Regions from separate parts of the Mus musculus genome. Here region 2 is linked to region 1. The links are chromatin contacts, called in public Hi-C maps. All regions are on one chromosome and are shown on one strand. Each heading gives the region's core, a stretch centred on a gene start, on an enhancer-like site or on the middle of the called end of the contact. The rest is flanking DNA. Distances are from core to core; before and after follow the strand shown.

Region 1 (6,880 bases), core at 1,375-3,874:
TCCACCCAGGGTTTCTAAAACAATTAGAAAAAGGGTACCTCCTTTAGGGGGAGGTGGCAGAAAAATGTTCTTCTCCTGCTTTGTCCCAAGGCAATGCCCAGGCTTAAAGAAAACGGTCTTAATTAACCAGATGATACGATGTGGCCCCTTATGTAATTGAACCACAAATAAGAAAGTCGTTGATTCAGCTCACAGGAGAAGGGTCAAATTGGGTTTTTAAGGATGCCTAGGAATTTACCAGCTTAACAGAAACAAAGACAGCCCAGATAGAACAGTGTGGCAATAAAAAGAAAGAGGGTGGCGCCAGCTGACTGCGTGTGGCTGGAGCATAGAGGGTGTGGGAGGAAGAAGAGATATGTAGGATGGAAAGGCCTGGAAAGAGCCCCTTAGTCCTGCCCCCTGATCCCCAAACCTTTATGACTGGAACAGGGGCCTTCTGCAAGGGAAGGGATTCAGAGCGCATGGAAATGCAGCTAGCTATGGGCCACCAAGGGCCTGGTTCTTTCTACCTCCTCACACACCCCCTGGGCCCCGAGTCATGGGCCATGGGTCCTGCCAGGGCTGAGCATGTATGCTGCTGATACTTAACAAAGTCCACCTGCTCCAGAGGGAATGGACAACTGGCCCAGCCTTTCCTCCTCCTGGGCCTGCGTTCCCAGTGAAAGGCAGGGGCTCTGCTGTCTTCTCTCTTGTGAATCTCTGGCCTCTCCACCCAGGCAGAGCCTTCAATGCCTTGAACACAGCTTCCTCTGCCTACAGCCCTACATGTCTCAGGTCATAGCTGACCTTCTCTGCGTATTTACTGGGTGCAGGGTAGTTGCTGTGCCCCAAACTAGCATAGGACTGTATCATAAGGTCTTCTGAGAGAGAGCCTGTTATCCCCCATTCTGCAAATGACAGACAGGGAGGGCTTCAAGTTCTTCCACATCGTAGGTCCCCAGAAACAAATGCCTGGAGACCTGGACTTGCATAGGTGAGCCAATGCTCTCCAGGAATTGTGTCCCAGTTGCAACCCACATAGGGTTCAGGGAGGAAGCCACCAAAGCCCAGGGACTGTCTGTGCCTCTCTGGCTCTTGGGGGTTCCTCACTCACCCTGCCCTTTTGTCTCACTTGTCCTGTGCACACCCTGACCCAGCTCTGTAGCCCCAAAGGAGGCAGGCTGGATGGTGTTGGGGATCCGACTGGTGGCTGCACGGTGAGGTAGTGCCCTGGCCTGTTTTCAGTTGACTTCCATGCCGGTTCCTCCTCAGTGAGACAACCAATCCCTCACTCCTGAGTGAAGCCCAGCTACCTGTGAGCAGCCATGCCTCACACCTCCAGAAATCAGTGCCCAGGTGCCCACACCTGCTGCTCATGAGCTTAGACTGGCAGCAGGGAAGCCCCAGGCCTGTGCCTACACAGTTAGGACTAAGTCAATCTCCCAGCAGAGTGGGGATCTATAGCCTCAGGCCAGGGACACTGCCACTGCTGAATAGGCTGACTGCTGGGCAGAAGAGATGACTCAGGGACTAAAAGCACTTGCCACAAACCCGGATGACTTAAACTTTATGCCCAGAGCCTACATGGTGAAAGGGGAGAATTGAGTCATGTAAGCTGTTCCCTGACCTCCACATCCCAGCACATGCACACACACAAGACAATTTTTTTTTAAGTGCTAACAAAAACTAGCAAGCCTAGTGGCAAGGCAGAATCCCAAAGTCAAACTGACAGCTTCTCTGCTCCCGCTCCTCTCAGACGGCCCTGTCCATCTACCCCTTCCTGGCCAGGAAGACAACCTCTCCGTGTGTGTGTGTGTGTGTGTGTGTGTGTGTGTGTGTGTGTGTGTGTGTGTGTGTGTTGGGGGTGGCATAGGCAGAAAGCTTCAACACCTGGTTTATTATCAGGCACTGATGGGCGCCTCTGGAAAGTGGAAGGAACTAAGACAAACAGAAGGACCAGCCGGTCTGGTCCAGAGCTGCTTTTCTCTCACGTGGAGCTGCCTGCTGTACATTTCAGTCTGGGTTTCCGTTGATGAGCTGAGGTCTTCTGGCCACTGAGCTCCTGAAAGGCTGGGAGGAAAACCCTGCACATACGTGCCTTTTAGACCCCTGTAGGAAAGTGCAAGGGCTCTCTTTGGGCAGAGCTGGCAGGGATGGCCAAGATTAGGGAGGGTCTGGGAACAGAGACTTGGGGGAAAACTCTGCCACCCCAGCCTGCCTGCCCCTCATGGTCTCCCTGAGACAGTTTCTCTACAGTCAGAGCACCTGCATGCACCTACTGTCCCCAGAGCTTTCGGAAAGGACGCATGGCCAGCAGCCACCCCTCGCCGGAACCTTTGCCCAGGTTGCCTGAGTGCGTGGTTGGGAGGAGCTGGGGGCAAGAAGCAGGGATCGTCGGGCAGAGTAGGGGTCGGGAAAGTGGGGCCGAAGTGGAAGCGGCTTCGTTGCTACGAGCAGCCCTAGCAACGCACCCATTCAGCAGAGACAAAGGCACAGAGGCGCTGCAGTGGCTCTTGTTCTCGCAGACGGTTGTGCTTGCGGGTGGGGGCGGGGTGGAGGGGGGGGTTGGGCCTGTCGGGTGAGGGGCAGCTGCGCGCTCTGATCTTGCCTAGCCCTGCGCCCCTGATCTGCCTGCAGGGGGCGCTTCGGCCCCTTTTAGCGGACCAGAAGCTGAACATTCAAGGCTGCCTGCCACAAACCTTGGTCTGTGGATCACACCCCTATGACTATTGCTACATCTCAGATGCCGCATCTGTACAGGTAAGCCTGGTTCCTGCTACGCCACTGGCTGCCTTAGTCGCAGCTCCTCTGGATGCTTGGCCTCCTCTGCACACTTCGAGGAAAGCAGCCTCCCCTGACTGGTGGACCAGAATCAGCACCGGCCTGGGGTTGGGCACTGAGCCTAATCCCAGCAAGAGTTCCAAAAACAGGCCTCTCTTTCAGCCAGCCATGGGTATAGTTTGAGACTAGGCAGCGCTGATCTAAGATTGGTTCTTGTATGGTTGAGTCTCAAATTATTTTCATCTTGGAGCAGTGTGGGAGTGGAGGGATGAGGGAGTCTGCCCAGGAAGAGAAGTACCTGAAGTCTTAAACACTGTCAGCTCCACAGCCTAAAAAAGAGAACAGGAAAGATAGGTCCCTTTTCCTGTCCCCTGTCCCCTGGGAGCTCCTGGCCCTTCCCAAGAGGCCTTGGCTTTTAGGTCTGTCAGCCTACAGCTCTAGCTTTCCAGTGCAGAGGACAAGGTCCCTGCAGTCAGTGCTCACCAACCTTGTCCTAGCCTTTGCTGTGTCCCCAACCCTGCCATTACACTAGCTGGTCCCTTGTTCTATCTAGCCTTATGGGTCTTCTGGGTTCTGTAATGGAAGAGAAGGCTGAGGGAATCCTGGGTCTATGGGTCCCTAAAAGGGGGAAATATTTGGTGAACTGTGCACAGGCTAAGACATTGGACCCCCACTATCAGACACCCTAAAAATCTGCTCAGAACTTTACTCTCAGATTAGTGGTGAGGAAATTGAGGCCCACCCAGCTCTCGTATCAGGGGCTCAGGCACACTTCCTCTCCTTACCCCCCTACCCTGGGCTAGGAACCCTAGACAGGAGTTCTAAGTAGACCCCACCTCTGGTTGGTCACCCAACTGTTCTCCAAGGTCTCAGTTTCTTTGTCTTTCTAGTAGGCTTATAGAGTCTGCTGCTGTTCTCCTAGCTCTGGCTGAGTGATGGAGAAATCAAGGCAGCAGGAAACACTAGGCATGGAGATAGAGATTGTACCTCTCAGAGCAACAGATCTTCTCTGAGAATCCCAGACTCGGGCATTCTCCTGGGCCATGACCCAGGGACATGAAGCCTGTAGGTCACAAGGGCCAGAGAGTGTCTGAAAGAAGAGGTGTTGTGCTTGGCCCTGTCCATCTGGCCCCAGGGCCCCCTCACCCTTGGCCAGGTGCACCTGCTCTGCCCTGAGCACCTCGGCTGCCTTCTTCTCTGTCATCCTCCGTAGTGTGTTCTGCACCTGTGGGGGAGCACAGGTCAGGCCTTGACCTTCCCTAGAGCCCAACAGGTGGGTCCACCCTTGACTCTGTGAGAAGTAGGAGTAGGGACCCCAGTCTACCCTCCCTTGGTTTTTTTCCCCCCACAGTATGCTCACCATACTCACCTCTCCATTGTAAGCAGCGTAGACAAGGAAGATGTATGGGCCCTGTGGACAGGCCTCGTATCACTAAGAAGGAACACCCACCTGCTCTGTGGTCTGACCTCCCACTTTCCTTGGATCAAGAGCCCAGGACCACATTCAGTAGATACACTGAGGGACGTCAAGAGGCAGAAGGACTCAAAGCCTGCCTTGCCCTCCCGCTAGCCCTTTACTCTGCGGCCCATAAAGTCTCTTATTTCCTTCAGAGATTGAGTGTGAAGGGCTCAGCATTCAGGGCTAGGGCAGAGCTGACTCCTCTCCACATGTGTCGGGACCAGCAGGGCCTTGGCACTCACAAAGTACCAAGATAGTGCTGTATTTGGTCCCAAGATAGTGCTGTCCAAAAGGTCAGACTTGAACTGAGCCTAGAACTAGAGCCTGGAACTTACTCAGACACCATGTGACAGCATAAAAGGCAGCTTTCTGTTCAAGCCCAAGGCCAAGAGCAGAGGGCATTGGACTCCTAGGTCTTCCAGCCTTTGGGCCTCTGGTCTCCAGGCATAATGGATTGACATCCTAACACTAAACCCAGAGCCAGCCTGTCCCTTCTGCACCTCAGCATTGCCTTCTCCATGAGTCTCCTTTTCATACTGCACACCAGCAAACAAAGGCATCTTTCTGGACCCCACCACCCCAAGCTTGACATCACCCATGCCTCACACTCCCTACAATAAAACTGGGGTCTCCTATAGCAACTTTGGAGTCAGAACAGTCCGGTCCCATGTCCCCTCCTGACCCATCTCTTACCAGCCCTCACATTGTCCTGCCTCTCACAATGACACCCCTTTGCATACAGCTTTCACACCTTGGCTGAGAATCAGCCCTTCCACATAAGAATTCTCTCTATTCCCATGCTGCTTTGGCTGTCCTTTGCCCTCTCAGCCTCTGTGGTACCACACTATGGATAGGTTGTATGAGGTGGGCACTTTGGTCCCATGTACTATGTTCTTTGGGGTGTGACCCAGCAACTGGCCTGGGGGTTGGGAGGATCTGTAAAGCATGAATGAACGAACACATGAATGAACAAACAAAGGAGTCCCCATTCACAGAGCTTTGGTGTGCAAGCATTGCGCACAGCCCTTTGTAAAGGTTATTTCATTGGATCACCAGAAGATTCCTTGAGGCACAGACTTCAATCCCCATTAGGCAGGTCTACCAAGGTAGATGTGAGCTACCTCGCTACAGAGGTAAGGCATTGCTTTCCTTCCATAGAACCAGACATAGTGTGGGTCAGAAGAAATAAAAATCATTCCTGAATAACAAGTGAGGCTGGATCTGTTCTGGTCTCTCTAGATCTCGTTACTGTGCTGGGGTATATCCTGTCTAGTTTATGCCCAAGACAGAAGGTCAGGGCTTCGGGTATAGTGGAAAGAGATACAGATACAGGTGGTGTGATGGAAAGGAGAGGAAAAAAGAAAAGCCAGGCCTGGGGATGGTCACAGGCATCCAGGCGCCCAAGGACACAGCCTAGAATGAATCAGGGACCTGCCTGACAGCACCACACCCACAGGAACCAGGGGCAGGCCAGAGAAGGAGCCACAGACTGGGACAGGAGAGAGCTTAGAAGATGGAAAAGAGCCCAGGGGCAGTGCTAGGAAGAAATATCAACAGAGAAGACAGTGATAGCCTGAGAGACAGAAGGAATCAGAGAAAGTTCAGAAACAAAAGAAGCCACAGGTGGGGGGGGGGAAGATGTGGAGCCTAGGGTGTTCTACTGGTTGCACCTCTACGCTCCCTCCCCCAGCAGGCCTGGAGAACATTCCTGGTCATGGAGGGGGTACTGCCAGCAAGCTGACATAATCACCATGACAACGAGCTTCTGTCACCTTCAGTGTCCTGTTTTGAGCTAGAGAAACCTCATCAGGGTCACGTAGACACACAGGGAGAGCTGGGATAGAGCCTCTGAGTACGGGGGAACTCTGTCAGGAAAGGACACGGGTCCCAGTGTTCTGCTGTTTAGGCTAACAGGGTACTGGGGACCATGCTTACTCCTTATCATTGCCAGGGGTTGCTGAGGCCTTCTTCTCCCACAGCAAACCCCTTTCTTCTTGCCCCCACCCCATGTGCACATCTGTGTGGTGTGTACATGTATTTCTGCACATGTGTGAGCACATGTATATGCACGCGTGTGGCGGTCACAAGTCGCTGTTAGGTCTCAACCTCAACTCCTATCCACTTTATCTTTTGAGACAGGATGTCTCACTGGACTTGCAAGTCACTCATTCAGGTAGTCTGGCTGGCTAGTACGGTCCAGGGATCCTATCTCCACCTCTCTAGAGCTGGGGTCATAGGCATACACTGCAGCACTCAACTTCTTTTATGTGCTAGGGATCAGAATTTAGGTCCTTGTCCTTGCATGACAAGTACTTCAACTACTAAGCACCCCCATCACACACAAAACACACACACACACACACACACAGAGAGAGAGAGAGAGAGAGAGAGAGAGAGAGAGAGAGAGAGAGAGAGAGAGAGAGAGAGAGAGACTTGTCTAACTTAGCAGAGAATAGACAAGTCTCCCAGGTCCAGGGTTAAGGACAACGTGAACCAGGACTTCTCCCATCCCTGCCTTGCCCCCTCACGACTGTGCCACCCTTTATCTGGATGATGGTTGGCCTCTGCTTCCAGAATGTCATCTTCGACGTGTCTTTTCTTCTGCTGTATCCTAGCACCTCACATCACGGTAGGTAACTACCGGCTGTGACATGAACGGAA
Region 2 (6,880 bases), core at 1,545-4,044, 180 kb before region 1:
TGTCTATCTGTCTCTGTCTCTGTGTGTGTGTGTGTGTGTGTGTGTGTGTGTGTGTGTGTGTGTGTGTGTATGTGAGTATGTGCATGACATGTACCACTGTGTGCATGTAGAGATCAGCAGCCAACCTCTGGCATCAGTCCCCATTGTCTGCCTTGTTTGAAAAGAGGGTCTCTGTGTTTTCCACTGCATAAGTCAGACTAGCTTGTGAGCTTCTGGAAATTCTCCTTTTTTGGCCTTCCATGTCCTGGTAGTGGCATCAGGATTATAGATGCTTATGCTACAGATCTGCCCTTTACATGGGTTCAGGGCCTCAAACTATGTGGCAATTTTTTTTTACCCACTTAACCATCTCTCCTGGGTATGGCTCTCCTTTTATCTTTTTAAATTTGTAGTAGAAGACAGGTGACATTTGCTTTCAGTACTTTCAAGCATGCCATTCAGTAGTATTGCTTACATTCACATCATCAGCATATATAATGTCATCAGCATCCATCTATAGAACTCATATTTAGAACTGAAATTCATACTGTTTTAATAGTAACTTCCTGTATCTCCTAGGACCGACCTGTCAATCGACAAATGGAACAGAATGGCTATATATGTCAGGACATTGTTCTGGGCATCCCATATGTCATTATCTCTGTACCACAGTGTTTTATTATAGTTTTGTAATAAGCTCTTTCTGTATCTATGGATTTTACTCCATATAGATATTCCTATTAGTGGAATCACAATATTTGTTCTTTTGTGACTTAGCAAATAATGCTCTCAAAATTTACTCATATTGTTGTATGATCTGTTAGAATTCACTTATTCTTTAAGGCTGAATAATGTTACATGTATATACCATATTTTATTTATTTATTCACTAGTTAGTGGATGCTTGGTTTTCTTCAACATTGAGCTATTGTGAATCTTGTTGTGAACATGGGTGTACAGCAGTGTATCTCTGAGTTACTATTTTAATTTCTTTTGGGACTATACCCAGAAGTGGAATTGCTGAACCATGTGATAATTGTGTTTTTTGTTTTTAAGTAACTTCTGTTTTTAAAAATTATTTTTATATAACTTTTTACTTTTTGAGATTTTATCCATCCACCCATGTCCTCCCAAGTACCACCTCTGACTTTCTTTCAAATTCACGGATTCTTTTTTTCTTTAATTTTTGTTATGTATATATGTTGTATTGTTTTCAATACTAGAATCACCATTTTATATTTTTGCTAACATATATATGTAAGAATTCCAGTTTCTTTTTTTTTTTTTTTAAAGATTTATTTTTTATTATATCTAAGTACACTGTAGCTGTCTTCAGATGCACCAGAAGAGGGTATCAGATCTCATTACGGATGGTTGTAAGCCACCATGTGGTTGCTGGGATTTGAACTCAGGACCTTCGGAAGAGCAGTCGATGTTCTTAACCACTGAGCCATCTCTCCAGCCCTCCAGTTTCTTTACATCCTTACCACATCCTGTATTTTTTATTTTTATTTGTATTTTCCCTAATCTTTAGTGGTATTAACATCTTTTCATGTGCTTATTTGAAATTTGTATCTGCAATGTATTCAACTTTTGTGCTTCCTTTTAAATTAGCGTCTCAGTAGGTTTGCCTGGTTGTTTTAGTCATAGGGGAATTCTTTTAAATTCTAGGTAATAACAATTTATCAGATACCTAATTTGCAACCTCCCCCATTTTGCATACTGATTTCTTTACTTTGTTGAATATATTCATAGACACACAGGGCTTTTTTTTTATTTTGAATTTTTTGTGTTTACATCATTCTCAGGATATTATACATTCCAAGTATGTCTTCAATAGCTGAATTGTATACTGCCCTGGAATTTTAATTTTGATGTTGTTCAATATGCTTTATTCTTATTTTTGTCTGTACTTTGAGTTTTATAGCCATAAAACCATTGCTCAGTCCAAAGTCATTATTACAGTTTCAATATGAAGTACCCCACATACTCACATATATATCTTTGGTCACCTGATGTAGCAGAAACATATGGCCAGCAGTCACTTGTTTTATGATATATAGGAAACGGAGAAAGTGAAGGATGGGAGACCTGGTTTAACTTTTAGAGATTCCCTCCCTGAATTGATAATTCCCCAGGTAGGCATCACCTCTGAAACTTTCTACCACCTCTCAAATAGTGATAGCACATTAGCCTCTGGGGGCGTTTCATATTCAAATCATAATAATCTACCCTCCATTCTAAGAGCCATCTTGTAAAGCACAGTGCACATAATCTATTTCCTAGAGTTCTCAAAAATCTTAGCAATTCAAACATGTTTCAAAAGTTGAAATTCCTTCTTTGAGAAACTCTTAGATGAATTACCTGGATTATCAAAAGTAAGTTGCACACTCCCAAGATCACAATGTCACATTTCTGCCCAAAAGAGAGAAATAAGGACATAGAAAGAAGAGATAAGATCAAAGCAAGAGAGAAACCTATTGAGACAAGCATTTAAAATGTGTAGCTCTTTTTCTGGAATCTGTTGTTATCTGGGAGGTACAAAATAGTATGATGTAAGCTCCAAGACATTTGTGCAATCCCGCCCCATGGCCTTTCAGGTTTCAGCTTGCACAACTTCTCCTTTGGGCTGTCTTTGCTTGCTGCTTGCAGCTTTTAGTGATAGTCCATGTTCTTGGCATTTCTAGCTTACAGGGATTTCCTATTGTATCTTTACTAACTCTTGAATTTTGCATGCTGCAAAACTACTGTCTTGAGGATAACACTCAAGCTATTAGCAGACCTTGGTGTTGTCTATATAGTGCTAGAGTAGCTGAACCCTTTGGACCACAGTCACAGTAGCCTATGAGTACCCACATGTTTGAATCCGTTTCCCTAGGCAGCCCTGTGCCACCAGCTGGGTACCTGGGATTTCACTTAAGGGAATTCTTGGAGATGAGTTTAAAACATTCATTCCCTTGGGTAGATTCTGGCATCTTCTGTGATGCCCTAAGGACATGTTTGGTACCTTGCAAGGTAGGGTTTCTTCTTAAGAAATTTAATGTCCACGGAAAGGTTTTTGTCTTTTGACTGTTTTTTGTTCATGATTATCACTGTTAATCTGACTAATCAACCATAGCCTGCCACAGCCTAAATTTAGTCCATATCTTTGAACTTGGGAGTTGCGAGAAGTCTCAGCACATGTAAGAAAGCTCTTTGCCAGAGTGTAACATGAATGACTTCCCAATAGAGTCCTCAATCCCACTGGAAACCTCAAGAGCAATCTTTATAATTCACATTTTAGTCCATCTGAAACCTCAGGAGTGTAGACTTTGTGCATTTCTACTAACATGCCTATCTTCTGAGCACTTACCAGAGTCACTGCCCTAGTTAGCTTCTTGAGACTATTTCATGTTCCTCTTGAGAGCCAGTTCCAAAAGCTTATGAACCACAGATCAACTATGATCCATTTTCTTTGTAACAACTTTTGTTAGTCTTTTTTTGTTTTGTTTTGTTTTTTTGAGACAGGGTTTCTCTCTATAGCCCTGACTGTCCTGGAACTCATTTTGTAGACCAGGCTGGCCTCGAACTCAGAAATCCACCTGCCTCTGCCTCCCAAGTGCTGGGATTAAAGGCATGCGCCACCACCGCCCACCTCTTTTTGTTACTTGGATTAACAACTGAGCAAGGAGGGGGGTGTGTGTGAAGTGATTAGCTAAATATTTCTCTGTTGCTAGGAAGCAAAATATATGTGTATTTTCTTCAGTTTTCCTCTGCTGCTGCATGTGAGCCTCCAGCTTATTTACCTGTCCCTGTTAGTTAATCCTCCATAGAAATAACCCTCACAGACACACCCAGAAGTGCACTTTACCAGTTTTGTAAAAACTTTTTAGTCCACTCAGGTGGGTATTCTAGATGTGCATTCACTGTCATGAAGCTTTCTACCTGTTTTCTCATAAAAATTTTATTCTTTTTCTTTATATTTTATATTTGATAATTTTTTGGATATAGTGCAAGGTAACATATAATTTCATTCTTTTGTATATAGCCATTGTTTTCCTAGGCTCTGTGTTAAAAAGATTTCTTTCCCTATTGAATATGGAAAAAATTGTCAAAAAATTATTTGGCCTTGCTTAGCATGCACAAGACTCTAGGTTTAGTACCTAGCACTACAAAAACAAAACAAAACACAAAAACAAAAAACAATCAAACAAACTACACACAAATATTTGGTAAGATACAGACATGCAGACATTCTATTGGCCTGCCTGTCATAATGTCTATAACATGCTGTTTTGTTTTTGTTTTTCAATACTCGAGTTTGAACTCAAGTATATGAGTATGTTAGGTAAGTACTTTGCCACTGAGCCACACCCCATCTCCAAGTGTCACAGCTGCTTTGCTTTTATGGTCTATAGTCAGGTTTCTTGTTTTTTTGTTTGTTTGTTTGTTTGTTTGTTTGTTTGTTTGTTTGTTTTTAAACAGTGTCTTACTAGCCTTGGCTGCCCAGAACTTGCTGTGTAGACCAGGAAGGGTCATAAGAGATCCCACCTACTACTTCTTCCCAAGTACTGGGATTTAGGTGTGTATCAGCATGTCCCGGCCTAGTCTGGTTTTTGTTTTTGCTTTTGTTTTTTGTGAGAAAGAATCTCTCCCTGTATCCTGGATTGATTTGGGATTTGCAGTCTTCTTATAGCAGCCTTCAAATGCTGGGATTGCAAGCATCTGCCACCACGCCTAGCCTTTTAGCCAGTTTTGAGGTCAGGAAGCTATAGATTAAAAAAGATAAAATACAATCAGCTTTTGGAAACTTCCTTCCTTTTCTATTTGTAGCTTGGTAGGATTTTTATTATGAACAATGCCCAAGTGTTTAAATACAGTTTCTGTATCTTGATGTATATGTTTTGTTGATGTGGTTTTACTGATTGAGGTTTGAAAGTTGAGTGACCCATATAACCTGGGGGAAAACTCATGTAGTTATGAGGTATGAAAATTTTCATATCTTGATAAGTTAAGCTTTGGAAATTAATTTTGTTAAACAGGTTAATCTTTGGGAACCAAAGCTTGTCTTAACCCCAGTACTATGCTGTCTATAGCGATTTTTGTTTTTCTTTAGCCCATTCATTATCTTGAGTACATATCTTTTATTTGTTTAAATCTGTATTTTATATAGTTACAAATTACCCAACTGGTTTTTTAGATAGGTACAGGAGCTCTTATCTGATTCTGAAAACTCCGTCTAGAGATTTGTTCTAGAACAGAAGAGGTGGGCCACTGTGGTGATGTAGTGGTTGTATTATTCCTACATAGTCCACTAGGTGGTGACAGGCCCTAACTGAAGAATGAAGAGGGAGGTCCTTGGGAAAAAATAAGATATAATGTTACTCGCTTTGGAACCATAAAACAGTATGTTCTGAAAAGTAATGTCGCTAACTTTCGAAATTTGGGAGGCTATAACTAGCTTTTTATAAGAGCATATATGAATACTAATTAAAAATACACAGTCTTTTTGTTGTTGTTTTTCTTCTCTTGTTTTTTAGACTCCAAATTCCTAGTTTATTTTTTAGTGGGCTCAGTTGTAGTGGCCAGGATCATCCGTAACATTGCATACTCTTTGCCTAGGACCTGTTTGAGTACCAGTATAATGACAAGGTCTGAGGTGATCTTCGTACTCTTGCTCTACTTGAGATCCATTATCCAGCTGGTCTAGACACACAAGAAGGCTCTTGGGACTTCTAATACTTAAGGTTTTGGTGAAGTAGGAACTAAATCTGACTCCCACATTTGTTTTAAACTGTTGTGTCCTGTAATTGGAACTGATTTCACAATCCCAGAGCAGTTCTATCCTTCTTCACTTTTCTCCCCCGTGTATTCCTTTCTTAATTGAGTTTTGTATTTTAGCTTGTAGGTGCTATGATATTTGGGGGGTAATTCCCTGAAAGTATGCTTGACCAGCTTAGGATAGCAAATCTTTTCTCACCAAAGAAGCTATAAACTAATACAAAACCATTCTGACAAGTTTATTAATGAAAACCACTGAGCTTGTGATAAGATCAACATGCATTGCTTTTGTCTGAGGTTGTAAGCAGGCTATGAGCTGGTAAGCTTTCTGCTGTGGCAGGTCACTTTGAGAAACTGCTTGTTAAAAATGATGATATTAGCCAGGCGTGGTGGTACACACCTTTAATCCCAGAACTCGGGAGGCAGAGGCAGGCGGATTTCTGGATTCGAGGCCAGCCTGGTCTACAAAGTGAGTTCCAGGACAGCCAGGGCTATACAGAGAAACCCTATCTCAAAAAACCAAACCAAACCAAACAAAAACAAAAAAAGATGATATTAGGTGTAGAGTGGTAGAAAGTATATTCAGCATTTATAAGATCCTGGGTTTATCTCCAGTGTTATGAATTTAAAAAAGAAAAGCATAACAATTTTGGTGACAACTCTATATAACCTGAGGTTATAGTTCTGTTGTGATAGTGCAGAGTCAGACTAGCCAGGGCTTTATCCTGGAAAATCTTGAGATGAGACAGCTATAGGCCTACTTTACCAACTCTTCATATGTCCTGAGTTGAAAGGTGTTGAAACTGTTGTGAAGGATGGTGGAGTACTTGCTAGACAACATTGGACCTGAGTGTGGTTCCCAGCATGGGGGGTGACAGGGTTTTGACAGGTTGTGTCAAAAGGACAGACAATAAGCCAGGTGTGGGTGGCGCACACCTTTAGTACTAGCATTTGGGAGGCAGTGGCAAGCAGATCTTTGTGAGTTTGAGGCCAAGTCCCAAATAGCCAGGACTGGTTACACTGAGAAACCCTGACTCAAAAGAAGACAAACAACAACAACAACAAATAAATAAAAAAATAAAAACAAAAAACCCTCAAACCAAACAAAAAACCTCAAAACAAAACCAGTATGAGAAAATGC

Evidence for each region. A called contact is a pair of places that touch in the nucleus more often than the background predicts.
Region 2: a contact with region 1 is called in a Hi-C map of gonadal supporting cells, with 1.6 times the contacts expected there. The contact joins two enhancer-like sites. A contact is called at or near these places in 5 of 39 promoter capture datasets (the C10 cell line, cranial neural crest, liver and 1 more) and 6 of 484 Hi-C or Micro-C datasets (the BV-2 cell line, ECoMG myeloid progenitors, cortical neurons and 3 more).

The regions. Positions count from the first base shown.
Region 1 is chr2:38,684,700-38,691,579 of GRCm38.p6, reverse strand. It overlaps the pseudogene Adgrd2-ps. Among named protein-coding and RNA genes, the nearest start is that of Gm36744, 16 kb to the right of the region's middle. Within about 2 kb of position 2,624, at least 63 of the 459 cell types and tissues checked have an H3K27ac peak or open chromatin away from gene starts, as enhancers often do.
Region 2 is chr2:38,862,600-38,869,479 of GRCm38.p6, reverse strand. All of the region lies in intron 3 of Nr6a1 (nuclear receptor subfamily 6, group A, member 1), which reads left to right. All of the region lies in intron 3 of Nr6a1os (a long non-coding RNA gene), which reads right to left. Among named protein-coding and RNA genes, the nearest start is that of Mir181b-2, 12 kb to the right of the region's middle. Within about 2 kb of position 2,794, at least 24 of the 459 cell types and tissues checked have an H3K27ac peak or open chromatin away from gene starts, as enhancers often do.